2 separate regions of the Hordeum vulgare genome follow, and region 2 is linked to region 1. The links are chromatin contacts, called in public Hi-C maps. All regions are on one chromosome and are shown on one strand. The core of a region is the stretch at or near the end of the contact, and the rest is flanking DNA. Distances in the headings are between cores, read along the strand shown.

Region 1 (2,700 bases), core at 15-2,514:
TTGGGCCTTCCGTGTTGGTGGTCCAGTCCATTTGGGTCTCCCTTCAAAGGAGGGGTTCCTCCCCAGTCGTTGAAGGCAAGACATAGGGGCCCCTGACGTTGATTGTGTGGGGCTAAGGAAAGAGCAACTAGTTGGTGAGCGCTCCTTCCGGAGCTTCCCAACTATCGCTCTGACGCGTAGCCACTTGGTGGTTCTCAGCCACTGCCACGTGTCACGTTGTATGCATTTTCTTTAAATTTTATTATTTTATTCATTTTCCATACGCGTTTTTGGTTTTTTAGGTGGATTTTTCTATTTTTTCGTTTTTCTAGTTTTCACCAGCCTTTCTTAGCTTTTGGATGAAAAAAATTCAAATCTTTTTTTTGCGTGAAAAAACGTGTTTTGTTTTCCTTTTCGAATAAGCACAGTTTTGCATCAAAGCCATGGATCTGCTTCCGTGAGAGGCACGCTTGCACCTCTCAAAAACAAATAAACATATTTTATATATTTTTTTCCTTTGTGAGAGTTACAGTTTTGTTTCCGCGAGAGGCACGACCGTGCCTCTCGGAGACGAAAAAAATCTGTTTTTTATTCCGTTAAAGACACGGTTTTGCTTCCGCGAGAGGCACGACCGTGCCTCTCGAAAAAAAGCATTTTATGTTTTTTTCTTTCGCGAGAGGCACGATTTTGCTTCCGCTAGAGGCACGATCGTGCTTCTAAAAAAACATTTTCTATTTTTTTCGCGAGAGACACGGTTTTGCTTCTGCGAGAGGCATAGATTTCCTTTCGCGAGAGGCACGGTCGTTCCTTTCAAAAACGAAAAAAAACACATTTTCTGTTTTTCTTTTGTTTCATGAGAGGCACATATTTTCTTTTGCGAAAGACACAATTTTGCTTCCGTGAGAGGCCTCTCGGAAACGAAAAACACGTTTTCTCTTTTTACCGCGCGAGGCATGGTTTTTTCTATCGGTTTTTTGTTCAATTTTTTTTATGAAAATATTTTTTATCAAAACCTATCAACATGGGATCTAGTTTTAAAGATCTTAACGCGAAAAATCCAATGATGAAAATGATTCGAGATTTGAAGGCATAATTTAAGAGATAAAACGTTTTGAAAATACATATCTATGTAAAAATAAAAAAAACTTTTAGGTTGCAACAAGTGGTACACATACAATATGCTATTTGTCATAATTTGGAAAGGTGAAAGTGATCTTTTTGAAAGGAGTACTTCTTAAGTGATTTCAGACTAAGTATTATGACTTTGTGGCATTGCACCATGGGATTGGGCCAGTATGTGCCCTCGAGTTGGGCGGATCGTGGACATTTCCCGTGGATCAAATGGGCCGTCCACTCAACGACTGTTACATCGTGCAGTAGCAGCATTCCGTTCCCTTTCTTGCGGACCAATACGAGACACAGAGGCGATCGAGAGGGGTCGGAGATTCGGGAGAGTCGGCGGCGACGCAGGAGAAAGCGGTCGGGGAGAGGCCGCCTCCCGCCGGGGAGGGTCTCGGAGAGCGTTGGATATGGTGCCGGCGAAGGGGTGGAGCCGGAGGGTCGGGAGCGCCCGCTCGTTCGTGGGGAACGCTCTGGGCGGCGTCCGCGGGTGGACCAACGTCGCCTCCTGGGCCGTCGCCGGGACCCTCGCCTACTACCTATGGGTCCAACCCGCGCGCCAGCTCCAGAAGGAGCAGCAGGTTGATTTCTCCTTGCTAATTCTTATTACCCCTGTGATTGTCTTCTATTGGATGGATCAGTCTGGACATGTCGCTTTCTCGGATGAGATCGCGGTAGGTTGCAGTCCCCCGCTTAGTTAATTTTGTCGAAATGCGTGTATAGGTGCTGGTATCAAGAACTTTCTGATTATTACTAGGAACTGTGCGCTGGTTTGATGCAGCTGTCTTGCTTTCGGTAGGGACTGTGGCTAAAATTGGCAACTTCTTTTTTCCTCCCAACCTCACCTATAGGAAACGCCACTGAAATTCCCCACACAAAAAGAGGAAACACCACTGAAACTACAAGCCGCTAGTGTGTTGACTTGAGCGCTGCCATTATATTTTACTTGGTTGAGCTATTGTTGCTTGTAGATCTAAGATTGTGAATCTGAATATGTTCTGCCTTCCAGCAAGAATAATGTGACGATGTATTTTATTAAATGCCTCGTTCATGGCATATTATTAGATGGGATACCTGTGAAGAACCAGGCAGGAAGGTGGCAAACTAGAAACTACGTAGAGCGAATAAATGGCCATGCTCTTATAAAGGTGGAACGGCTATGTTCAGCTCTTGCATCGACCATATTGGAAATGATAATCTGAATTGTCACGTGCTGTGTGTTGCCGTTTTTTGAAACGGTCACTTGTTCCATTTAAATTTTAAAAGTGTGGTTTAAGAAGCAAAAGAACAAAATGTTCTTCAGTTACAAATGTATCATATCCTGATAAGCAGCTATTACTTCTTCTTTATCTGAATCTTTCTTTGATATATAGTGGTATGCTGTTTTCTCTATTTCATCCACGTATGCCTTTGGTTGCACATCCAGGGAATGCTCCCAATCACTGCAAACTGTTGCAGTTTTATCTTATTTCAAGCTTCCCCTTTTAATTTATCAAGTTTAATCTGGCGATTTTTCTCTCCACTCTGTTGAAAATGTTATATGGCTTTTTTTTTTTTCCACAGGAACGAGCTGCTTTAGCCGCCGCCTCGGATCCCTACCGT
Region 2 (2,700 bases), core at 140-2,639, 750 kb after region 1:
CCTACGACTGATGTTCAGTTGCCTGCCATTAATGCTCACTTGCGTGCTATTTGTGAATAGTTGCCATAATTGCACACTAGTATCACAAAAAAGTTAGCAACTTTTAGCGTGTTTTTTGCGCAACTCGAGTGCATTTCAACAAGCAACTCATGTGTATACACACGATGCAATTCATCTAGCATCAAAGTTGCTTCTGTTTAATACTAAAGTTGCCTCATATAGCATCGAAGTTGCTTCTGAAAAAATTCTTCAAAACATATTCATATGGGATCTATTTTTAAAGAGTTCGTCGCGAGGAACCCAATGATGAAAGTATATCATAATTTCGACACGCGGTTTGATAGTTATAGTTGAATTTTTTCATACAAAAATTAATGGACATCCAACGCATGCGGAGCCGAGAATGCATATCCAACGCATAATTTAACCATTTCAATTTGATAGCTGACCACATTTGCCATGTGGTTGCTAAAGGGTGAAGTTATTTTTTAACCTTCTAGTCATGATATATAATTTTGAAGGATTTTTCGTTGATAAGCGATCATACTACGCACACTAATAAGAAGTTGCTTTTCTTTAGCACTAAAGTTGCCTAAATATCATCCCATAGTTGTTTAAAAAAATATTAAAATTTATCCATATGTGATCTAGTTTTGAAGAGCTCGTCGTAAGAAACACAACCGTAAAAACGGATAGTTGTTGTAAGGCTCGGTTCAAAAGTCATACTATTTTTTAAATAAAATAAAGTAAAGTTGAATGACTTCCTGCATAGGGTGTTCTTGTTCCAACTAAATAGTACAGCTACATTTTTTGGTATTTATAAAAATATATATTTGCGTACTCGTACTACACGTGTCAGGCCAAGTACAATGATGAAGCAGGACGTAGTACCGTCCGGGGAGGCCCGTTCGCGCAGAGGATACGAGGCAGGCCAGGCAGCCAGCCACTGCGACGTACCGGCACCAGCAGGCAAAGCGACCCGAGAGGAGCGGGCAGGGGGCAAGGGGGGACGCACCCGCACCGCGGCACGGACGCCGCGGTACGAGTACGAGTGGTGGTGCGGTTTGACAGGCCCCGCCCCCGAGAGCAGAGGGCCAGCAGCATCAGTCGTACTACCAGCGCCACTGCACCCGTGCCTATCGCCAACTCCCGCGATGCGGCCTCGCTCGCCCCCAGCCAGCCAGACCCGCCCGTACGGCCCGCGGCGTGGGACGGCGGGGCGCCACCACCCACCCCCGCGCGTTCTTTCCCTCTCGCCCCTGCCCCGCCTCCCCAATTACGCGCCCATTGCCACGCCACGCCACGCCACGCCACGCGAACCCTCCCTCGCCCGCTACACGCTACGCTAGTTGAGCAGCTAATCCCAACCCGAACCCCGTGCGCAGCTGCGCTCGCCCTCCCTCCCACCCGTCCCGTCTCTTCGCCTCGCCCCGATTCCTCCCCCCTCCCACCCACACTCGGTCTTCGTCTCCCCCGACCCCCTCCCTCACCCCTCACGCCTCTCGCCAGCGCCGCGCTCTCGCGTCCCGCCCGCCGTTTCCGCCATTTCTCCGGGCTGCTGCCCACGCCCCGCGTCCGTTTTCTCCCCGCGGGGGCGAGATGAGGTGAGGCGGTTTTCTTCCGGGACTTCGCCGAGCTTCCGTGCGCGCAAAGGTAACTGACTAACAAACCAACTGCTCCGATCGAATCCCCCGCTCCCGCTCGTCGGCGATCGTCGGTTTTGATCCGTGCCGCGGTGCTGGGCTGGCGCAGATCCGAAGGGACAGCCAGCCGGGTGTGCTAGGAAGCGCAGGACCGCGGGTGATGCAGAGGGAGGTGGGGCCGCAGGTGGCCTCCCCGCTGTACCTGCACCAGATCCAGCCGCTGCCTCCCCATGCGGCGGCGGCGGCCAGGAAGCGCGGGACCCCGTGGCCCGCCGCGGACCCGCCGGAGAACGCCGCGATGGGGGCCGGCGCCGCCGCCGGAGGGAACTGGAACCCCAGCATGTGGGACTGGGACAGCCGCGCCTTCACCGCCAGGCCGTCCTCCGACGCGCTCCGCCTCGGCGGCGGCCTGAACCACCACCAACACCACCACCAGCAGCCGCCGCCGCCGCCGCCGCCGGCGACGGCTGCCGAGGCGCAGCGGCAGGGGCGCGGAGGTGCCGGTGACCTGAGCCTTCAGCTGAACCTGCGGGAGGAGGCATCGATGGCGATGGATGTGAGCCCGACAACTACCATGTCTTCTTCGCCTTCTCCGCCTGCACGGACGTCGCAGGAGCAGGCTGCTAGGCCTAGCAAGAGGGTTCGGTCTGGATCGCCCGGAACTGCTTCTGGAGGAGGTGGCGGCGGCGGTGCCGGAGGGAGCGCAAGCGGAGGCGGGAGCTATCCCATGTGCCAGGTGGATGACTGCCGCGCGGATCTCACCAGCGCCAAGGATTATCACCGGAGGCACAAGGTGTGTGAGATCCACAGCAAGACAACCAAGGCGGTAGTTGCCAACCAGATGCAGCGCTTCTGCCAGCAGTGTAGTAGGTAATGATCGTGCCTGCAAACACCTCCTCAAAAATTTCAGTGGCATGATTCTTTGTTATGATGCCACCTTTAGGGATTTATGTCTCCTCATGATTTGAATGGTTTCTTAGTTTGTGTATTGGGCCATAGAAATGGTTTCTCTATCCAATGATGGCAGTGTTTATCTAGTTTCATACTGTATCATTTA

Evidence for each region. A called contact is a pair of places that touch in the nucleus more often than the background predicts.
Region 2: a Hi-C map of seedling shows a contact between it and region 1, with 4 times the contacts expected there. The contact joins the promoter of LOC123409774 here to the promoter of LOC123407509 in region 1. A contact is called at or near these places in 2 of 6 Hi-C or Micro-C datasets (leaf and seedling).

What each region holds. Positions count from the first base shown.
Region 1 is chr7H:182,255,017-182,257,716 of MorexV3_pseudomolecules_assembly, forward strand. LOC123407509 reads left to right here and starts at 1,265. Exons shown (of 3, transcript XM_045100657.1): 1 at 1,265-1,679; 2 at 2,662-2,700. The coding sequence starts at 1,275.
Region 2 is chr7H:183,008,639-183,011,338 of MorexV3_pseudomolecules_assembly, forward strand. LOC123409774 (squamosa promoter-binding-like protein 15) reads left to right here and starts at 1,390. Exons shown (of 11, transcript XM_045102643.1): 1 at 1,390-1,653; 2 at 1,753-2,513. The coding sequence starts at 1,804. LOC123409775 reads left to right here. Exons shown (of 2, transcript XM_045102645.1): 2 at 860-1,349. The coding sequence starts at 870. The coding sequence ends at 1,349.